Linked DNA regions of Rattus norvegicus: region 2 is linked to region 1. A link is a contact called in public Hi-C data. All regions are on one chromosome and are shown on one strand. Each heading gives the region's core, a stretch centred on a gene start, on an enhancer-like site or on the middle of the called end of the contact. The rest is flanking DNA. Distances are from core to core; before and after follow the strand shown.

Region 1 (4,590 bases), core at 699-3,198:
ATAGGCACTCAAGTTAGGGCAGAACTGGGGGTCCCGGGGGCGCCTTTCTTTTGTTCCCCGGGAGCTGGCGTCAGATTCCGAGAATAAAAAGTGAGGCCGGCGGGATAGCCGGGAAGGGGCAAGCTAGAAGGGTCACCAAACCTGGTCGGCAGTACCACGCGGAAATGGCTTCCAAGGAGTTTGGGGTGCAGGCCCGAATTACCGCCCCCTTGTGTCCCCCTCCCACCGCAGCAGGGATCAGGGAATGCCGAGGCCGGGGAATGTCCACGTTCCCAAAACATGTCCACCGCTCAAGATGGACGCCGGGCAGCCGGCGTCTCGGAGGTACGGCGCAGATCTTTGGCCGGCCGCCGGAGCCTCGCGCTCACGCTCCCCTCAGCCACCACAAACAGCTCTTTCTATCAAGAAAGGGAGGATGGCAACTTTGAGGACTGCTGCCATAACCCCACGGGAGTCGGAGCGTGCGGCGACCGCACGGGCACTTTTTAGGGTGCTGCCAAAGTGCCCGGCGACCCTCCCTGGACCCTGGTTCCCTGTGGGGGATAAGCCCCCTCCTTACTTGTTTGTCGCTGAGCGCTGCGATCCGTGGCTGCCTTTCGTGGAGCTGCTTCTTGAGGTCGCCGTTCTACGGAGACACAGAGGAACCGGCTCAGCCTGGCCGCCCCGGGGAGTGGGTGGCAGGCGAGCCCCGAGCCCCGCATCCCCACCACCCAATGCCTGGCGGACCAGGCCAACCGAAGCGCGCCCCAACTTTCCAGGGCCGCTTCCCTCACTCGGGCCACCGTGCAATGTCGCGCGGAGCAGCTTACCTGTGGCTGCCGCCTCATTGGGGCAGCTCCCGGGGCGGGGCGGGGGCCGAGGCCACCCGGCGGCGCGCCCCGAGCCGTGCAAGTTTGCAGGCCGGGGTGCGGGTGCGAGTGAGTGTAAGAGTGTGTGCCGGGGGAGGGGGGACGAACAAAGAGCCAAGTAAACACGGCGAGTCCGTGTCGAGCAAAGCTCATAAATATTCAAGTCGCGTCCTAATCTCCCCAACACACACACACGCGCACGCCGCAATACCGCTCGGGCACCGGCCGCCTCTCGCCCGACTCACAATCACCAAACTACTTTTGCTAACAGCGAGGGTAGGTGCCGGGTTGGGCCCGGAGCAGGAGGCTAGGAACGGGCCTGTCCATGCATCCTGTTCCCTGGGAAGCTCTAGGAGGGTCCCCTTTCCGGGTGCCCGAGTTGTGCAAACCGGGCAACCGCAGAGAAGACGCCACGCTGGGGTCCCACGAACCCTGAATCTGCAAACAGTGCTGGATCGCACGGGAGCGAGAGGGAGAGGGAGACCCAAGGGTTACATCCCAGCCCCGGGACATGCTCCGGGAAGGGGCCTGTTTCCAGCACCTCTGAGACCAAGAGTTAGATATGGGGCTTGGGTCCCTCCAGCTTCCACTGCCCGGACCACTACTGCTCCCCAGCCCAGGTTCCCGGACCACCTACCTGGTGGCGCGCGAGTTCCACTGCGAGCGCCTCGGACCGGCTTTGCAGCTCCATCGCCGCAACTTGGGCAGCACTTTGAGCTCACTTTGGCCGGAGCTCGCAGGAAGTTGTGCGGCTCGGCGGGAACCAGACCGGGAGAACTCGGATCCGGCGTCCCGGGCACTGAGAGACACGAGTCCCCTCCTGCAGCGCCGATAGGAAAGGAGGCTGACGAGAGGGAAGAAAGGCGAGCTGGCGCCCAACTCTTCCGGCTGCCGCTAAGTTGCGCCGGGTGCCCGGGCTGCCTGCGCCGCCCGGCGCATGGCCCCCCGGCGCCGGGAGCCCCGCGCAGCCCCCCAGCGCGCGCCCTGGCGCCGCCCGCGCCAGCTGACCGCCGGCAGGGACTATATTTCCTCCGGCGCGCGCGCCTGGATCTCGCTGGGGCCGCGGTAAAGTTGTGCCTCGGCACGATGCTAATTCGGCAGTGCCCGGATGGAGCGGGCCGGGGCGGCAGGGGGCGGTGCCGGGAACCCGCCGCCCGCCCCGCCCCGCCCGCGCGTGCGCATTGCGCTCGGCCCGGCGACCCGGCTCGGGGAACAAAAGTGGCGGCTGAGCGGAGCGCAAAGTCGCGGCTCTAAGAGCCGAGCGCCCGAGCGATCTCCTCGACGCGTAGCCGAGAGCAGGGAGAGCTGGGAATGCTTTCACAGCCTCACTCCCGGAGCGACACTTCTCGCAGCAAACTGAGATGCCCCCCTCCTGCTTCTTGCACCTCCTCCCTCCTCTACTTCCCCTTCTCGCCTCGCTCTCCGGTTTTATTTAAATCACCCGGTTCTCTCCCGCAGCGCCGAGCGCTGCGAGTCGGAGACTAAATCAGTCCTGTCGCCAGAGTCCCAGTGCCTAATGGCCGCTGTGGTGTTTAAACAGTATGAAAACTGATCTCTTGACTGGTCCTTTAATGATTTTTTTACACTCACAATTAAACTCTCAACAGATGTCACTTGCCTTTTTTTTTCCCAGACAGTTGTTAAAAATCGTAAACACGACAGGTCAGTGTGACATAAAGCAAACATAACTACAGCTGCGGAGATGACATTTCAGAATTCCCAGTCCCGGGGCCGGGGTCAACGTCTCGGAGTCGAGATTACTGCGGCGGAGTTTCCTGTCCTCATCAATTAATGTCGGGGCTTTGTGCCCTGCTGGGAGCAAGCACACTAGTGTATTTCAAAGAGGCAAGGGAAAGGGGGCCTCCGTGTCAGAGTAACCCTGAATTGACAGCGACTCAACCAACTCTTTCTGTGGGTCACAAGAAAAGGAGGAAGGAAGGAAAGGAAAGAAAATGCAGGCACACTAGTCAGAAATATCCCTACCAGTCAGAAATATCCCTTCGATGGATGCTAACAGTTTACATATTTCCTTAACCCCTCAGCAGAAAACACACACACACACACACACACACACACACACACACACACACACCCCAGAACACCAGTGTTGTTAGGGTTATATGCAGTATTGATGACAATCGACAAAGATAACATGACAATGATCTAACCGGTTGACTGGACTGATTCCTCCCACTTCTGGGTTAGACTCAATTCAAGACAATGTCTCTGTCTCTGTATCTCTCTCTCTCTCTCTCTCTCTCTCTCTCTCTCTCTCTCTCTCTCTCTCTCTCCCCCCCCCCCCCTTTGTAGTTTGTAGCTCCAGGGACTAGAGCATACTAGGCAAGCCTCTGTACACGAGCCACGCTTGAAGCTCCACTCATGGTCTTCTGCTAGGGAGGACTGGAGCTTAGTTGGGGACTGGTGTTTGGAGAACCAGGAGGGGCATGTGCTAGCCAAGAGGCTCCCTCCTGTGATTTCTGTAAATGTCATTGGCTTTTTGGCAAAAACTCAGGGTTATCTTCCTGGCCATGTGGTCCTCCCATAACAGGATAGACTTTCTGGTTGTCTTTGGCTAGCACAAACTCTAGCAGATGCGCACTGAAGGAGATGTGCAGTCGGATGGTGATGGCCCAGCGTGTTTTGTAATTTTGCCCACTGTGGATGGATTCAGGCTTCAGTAATGATCAACATGTCACCTACTTCCTGGGTCATGGCACAAACAGAGCTCTCTGTCATCGCAAGAAAGGCAAAGTCAGCAACCACGGATCAAACCCAGGGCCTGGCTGATTCTAAACAAATGCTCTACCACTGAGTTATGTCCCCCAGCCAACTGCTTTGGAGACTCTGGACTTTGGTCCCCCTTGCCTCAGCTTCCTGAGCAGCTGGGAGCAGGTGTTCTTGTAAGCAAACATGGAGGTTATCCTGAGCTCCTACAGGCTTCTGAACACCAGGCTTTCCTCCCTTCACCTGACCAGTGTTCTCTAGAATATTCTGTCCCTCATTCCCCATTTTACAAACCCTTGTCTTCCAGATCCACTTCAAATGTCTTTTCTGAGATACCCTCCCCCAGTGTCCACAAGAAAACTCCTGTCACCCTCTCTGGAGGCAAACCAAGCAGTGCTTACTCATGAGAGATACTGGGAGCCCAGGCTGGACTCTACCCTGGACAACATCAGACAAGTTTCTCTACACCTCCCAACTTCACTTCTATGCAACATGGGAATCTATCACACCAGACACAAATACTCCAGACCCCTCAGCACCTCGCCCACTTCTCACCACGTTGACTTACTTAGTAGAGAGGTTGGATTGCTATCCATTGTGTAGCCCTGCTTGTCTCCAGCCTGACCTTGGCAGCCAGCCTGCTCTAGGGGAACTGTATCAGCAACGTTTCTCTCTGTGTGAGAAAACACCGCAACAAAGGTGTTTTAGAGAACAATGAATTTATTTGGGCTTATTGTTCCAGAGGAATGAGAGTCCATCGTGGCAGAAGGAAAGCAGCAGAAACAAAAGCTGAGGTCTTACATTTTGCTGCAGGAAGCAGCAACAGGAAACTGGAAATGTTGCTTTGACACTTGGAAGCCTGTCCCCAGTGTCATTCTTCCTGCATTAGGACCACACTTTCTAAATCTATTCAGATAGTCCCATCCTCTGGAGAACATAGAAGGCACCCACAGGGGCCGTGGAGGCACCAGAACCCATGTTCATTCTATGGTTGTGGAAGGGAATGGCTGTTTGTAGG
Region 2 (4,590 bases), core at 719-3,218, 64 kb after region 1:
GAATTCTGAGAATTGAACCTGGATCCTCTGAAGGAACAAATGCTTTTAACACTGAGCCATCTCTCCTGCCTGCTCAAGGCTCTTCTACTTAGTGGCACAGTACTCACGTGTAAGAAAAACTTGGTTTTCCTGTTGGAGAAAGGCCTTTAACTTGCAATCCTGTCCCAGTTCCTAGGTTACTAAAACTGCCTATAACCTGAAAGAATGCAGGCAGGTTTCACACTGACATCTCACTCCAGTGAATCCAGCTTTCAGCTAGGTTTTTGTTCCTTAATACTGAGTAGTGGAATCACAGGGGTGGGTTACTTTCAGTTTACTTAGTTTTTGTTTTGCAGTACTAGGGCTTTAGGGCCTCATGGCTGCTAGGCAAATACCTCTGAACTACATCGCTAATCCTTTCTGAGTTTTATTTGGTTGTGGTTTTTTTGTTTTGTTTTTTGTTTTTTTGATTCAGGGTCTCAATATGTGGTGCTGGCTGTCCTGGAACTACGGAGATCAAGCCAGCCTGGAATTCAGAGATCTGCCTCTTACTCTCAAGTACTGGGACTATGCACAGCCATTTTTGTATTTTGTTTTTTAAAGAAGGTCTAAGTTGCTCAGGCATGCTCAGCATCATTTTATCTGAGGCCCAGATAGGCCTTAAAATTTTGATCCTCCTGCCTCAACTGTCTGAATAGCTATGATTGTAGGTCTGGTCTGTATTAATGAGAGAGAATCTTCTTGTTACTCTGGCTGGCCTGGGTTGATCCTCTTGCCTCAGCCTTCCAGTAACTGTGACTTTAGTTGGAAACCCCCATGACCTGACTGATTTCAGATACTTAAATTATCTCTGGAGTATATTACCAAATATGATGTTAGTTAGTTGAAATGTGTAGAGAAGGACAAGAAAAATATCTGCATGTTTAACACAATTTTTCAGAATACACTTAATTGGCAGTCAGTTGAATTCAGAACAAATGAATTAAATGCAATCCGGTTTTTTCTTTCACTCTGCTGGATCTGGGGACTGAATTTAGGTCTCTCCATGTGCTAGGCAAGTAGTCTACCACTGTGCCAGCCAGTCTCCTTTTGTAGTTCTTGTCGATTGACAGATAAAACACCCTGAAAATAAGGGATTTGATTTCTCCTTGGAACCCCTTTTCCCCTTTCCCAAGAGTTAGGAACTATTGCTCTAGAAATGCTAGTTTCTCTGAGAGCAGTTTCTAGATGGCTAAAGATGGGTCTGACATTCTGGTTCACAATCAGAAGAATGTGAACCCAACCGGAATCCCTCTTTTAACAACTGAACCGCTTGATAATGCTGTAGTCAGCCAAAAGCATAAAAAACGCGAGTCCTGATCCAGGACGCAGGTGGTTCATCCCGCAGTGAAGAATCCCTCCGGGGACTTCATCTCCTGTGGGCCCTAACTGGCCGTGCAGCCTTGGGCAAATTTAATTCACCTTTACAGCTCCCAACGAGGAAATCTGTGGACGTCTATCACAAGGCAGCAATTGGGGTGGATGACTCTTGGGTCCGTCCCTCAGGGCTCTCCAGCCCCATATCCGGAAGAGTCACCATAAGCTTCCAAGCCGCAGGCTGAGATCCACCCTCCCTAAGGCCCATCCACGTGAGAATCACGTTGCACACGCCTCGTGCTCCCTCAGATTCACGGCCTGCCTCCTCAGCCACCCACCACACTATCGGAGTCCTCCAAAGTCAGTGACCACAACTCCTCCCGCCAGTGTCTCAGCAGCGATTGGCGCGCGAACTTCCTCAAACCGGGATGGCGGTCGACACGTGACCAACGTGCTTAACCCGCGCAGACAGTGGCGTTGGCTCTAGGCCGGCAGCCCGCACTCCCTTTCGCGCACGCGCGAGATCCGACGTTCCTCCCAGCAACTGTTTCCAGGGCGGGCTTGCGCATGCGTCGCGTGACACCCAGCAGCCCGCAGGAAGAGGTCCGGGCGGGTGAGCTCCGACGCGCTTGCGCAGTAGCTGGATGAGGGCGTTGCTTGCCTCCTCCCTTTTTTTTCTCCGATTGGTTCTGAGGGGTATATTCGAGTTGCAAAATGGCGGCCCCGAGCGCTCTCTTCAGCGTTCAGTAGCAGCTTCAGGCTGAGCGGATGTCTCTTCTCCTCAGTTTCGGACTCAGAGACACGCGGCTCCCGACTCCTGCTGATCACGAAGTCCTTGAAGGCGCTCAACGCACCGGAATCTCCCAGCGGCCGCGACCGCCGCCTCGGCCCTGCTCTCCGCGGCGCCGGAACTCAGCGTGATCTGCGGCGGCCGTCTAGGAGGTGAGGACCGGGCAGGCCGGGAGGGCGGGGCGGCGGCGGTCTTGGCGACGCGGCGGGCTGTTTGTGAAGCCAGGCCGGGCCAGGCCTGCCGGGCGAGCCGCCTGGCCACTGGAGGGCTCGGCTAGGCGCGGGCCTCGACCCGGGCGGAGGTAGGCGGCGGCGGCGGCAGGGCCTCCATGGTTGGCCTTCATCTCTCACTTGTCTCCCGACTGGGCCCGGTGCATGCACTCACGGTATTCCTAGGCCGTTGGTCACCCGGGTCCGTCCAAAGCAAGTTTTGAAGTTTGGGCTTTCCGGGGCGTTATAGTGATCTCGATCGGCTCCTAGTGTTTTCGTGTGAAATTCATCTCTGACAGCAGGGTTGTACCTGGTGTGCACATTACCCGAAGCGGCCGTTCGTGAATAATGTATTTTCCCCCACTGGCAACTTCCTAGCTTCATATCATGAAAGCATTTCATGGAGCCATTTTACCCACAGACGCTGACATTTGGCAAACTCTTCCGGGCAGCTGGTGTAACTCATTTGTTATGGGAATTAAATTTCCCGGTAACACATTGGTAGGTTTCTCTAGCACGTACAAGACCCTGGATCCTGTCCCCACAGCTCTAAAAGAAAAAAATAAAAGAAAAATTTTTTCCTTTCAAAAGAGGAAAATTAACTATGGAATGTGGAATAAGGTGTTTGATGTTCTTTTAAGTGTGTATCTCCTGTGCTGTCCTTAAACTTGTCCTGTGGCTTAGATTGGCCTCAAACTGTCATCCTGCCTCAGCCTCACTTTGCCATCACCCAGGTTGGTGAAATGTGTTTTAAAAGTTTAGCCTGTAGTTCGAGTTACTTTGTTTTCCCACTCTACAACTTCTGAGTATGGGGGTAAAAATAGTATATATATATTTTTTCTGGTTATTATTTTGACAAGACACGTCTCTGTTTTAGCCACTGTTCTAGGCGATGCCTTCTTTAAGTTTTCATAGCACTCCCTCTGCCCCACACATAATCATTCACCAAACTCATTTGCCCAGGATCTCTCAGCTTGTCCTGGAAGCTAGCACTAGTATCTTGTATTTTCTCAAATAAGTAATGCCTCAGACAACTGATTCAACAACAGATTGTCATCTATGAGCCAGATATGTTTGGAAAATTTTGGAGTCATCACGAAACAGAACCAAAATCCCTGCCCTCTGGTTTATCTGAGTAGGTGTGAAATGGCAGTTAGTCTGTCAGGTACAGTCTGCTCTCTAGTTTCAAGTCTAAGCTGGATGTTAAAATTTCACATAGTACCATTTGGTTTTCCACCGTTCCTTTTGTCCACATCTTAAAACAGTACATCTAACCAGGTCACTGCTTGCCCCTTTTGCCCTCTGGTGGTGATGTTAGGTAATGATTAGAAAAGTTTCCCTAGCGATCCAGAGACCTTACCTGTGAACAGTTCTGTAAAGAATGCTATTTCTGATAATATTAATTTTGCAGCGTTTCGGGGAGGAGTTATAAAGAGAGGGTTCCCAGTTACTGGTATTTATTAAAATTCATGCTATATATTTTAGAATCTTCGATTTAAAAATCATTTTGTAATAAAAAAATGCCTATAAGAGAAAAATGTAAAAGGTTGGGATGTATCAATATCAAAAGCTGGGCACAACATACACGCACACTCACTCACAAACTCACTCCTCTCTCTCTCTCTCTCTCTCTCTCTCTCTCTCTGTCTCTGTCTCTGTCTCTGTCTCTCTGTCTGTCTCTCACTCTCTCACTCCCCACACTCCCACCCACCCCGCACATCAGATTTTGCAGGGCTTTGGAATTTACTGGTTTGAAACTTACTCTATAGTTGCTAATCTGCTGTGGTTAAGTTTTGGGTAAGTTTGTAGTTAGTGACTGTTCCAGGCCTACTCTGGTGGGATGCTGTGCTGAGGGTAAATGAACGGAGAAAGAATCAGGAAGGAGTACCTACTGCCAGCCTGGGCAAGTATCCCTGCTGCTTCAGCTGCTCTGAAGAAACCAAACAGTGCTTAGAACCAAGCCCCCAGAGCTTGTGTGGGTTAATTTTTTTTCCTGTGTGTATGTATAATTCCAACAGGGATATGAGCAGCCTGACATGGGTGCTAGGTACTGAACTTGGGTCCTCTGCAAGAGTAATATGTGCTCCTAACTGCTGAGCTCTCTTCCCAGCCCCTGTTATTTCTAGTTCTGAAAAGCAAACATTTTTTCTGGAATAGCTCTGGTTGTCCTAGAACTTATTCTGTAGACTAGCCTGGTCTCAAACTCACAGAGATCCACCTACCTCTACTTCCTGAGTCCTGGGACTAAAGGTGTGT

What was found. Hi-C and Micro-C count contacts between places; a contact is called where the count stands out from the background.
Region 2: a contact with region 1 is called in a Hi-C map of prefrontal cortex, with 2.1 times the contacts expected there. The contact joins the promoter of Nup50 here to the promoter of Phf21b in region 1. A contact is called at or near these places in 4 of 12 Hi-C or Micro-C datasets (frontal cortex, liver, mammary epithelial cells and 1 more) and 1 of 1 datasets of contacts at active chromatin or transcription factors (oligodendrocytes).

What each region holds. Positions count from the first base shown.
Region 1 is chr7:117,862,193-117,866,782 of GRCr8, forward strand. Phf21b (PHD finger protein 21B) reads right to left here and starts at 1,949. Exons shown (of 13, transcript NM_001130680.1): 1 at 1,486-1,949; 2 at 560-625. The coding sequence starts at 1,539.
Region 2 is chr7:117,925,914-117,930,503 of GRCr8, forward strand. It overlaps Nup50 (nucleoporin 50), which reads left to right and starts at 1,969. Exons shown (of 8, transcript NM_012991.2): 1 at 1,969-2,277.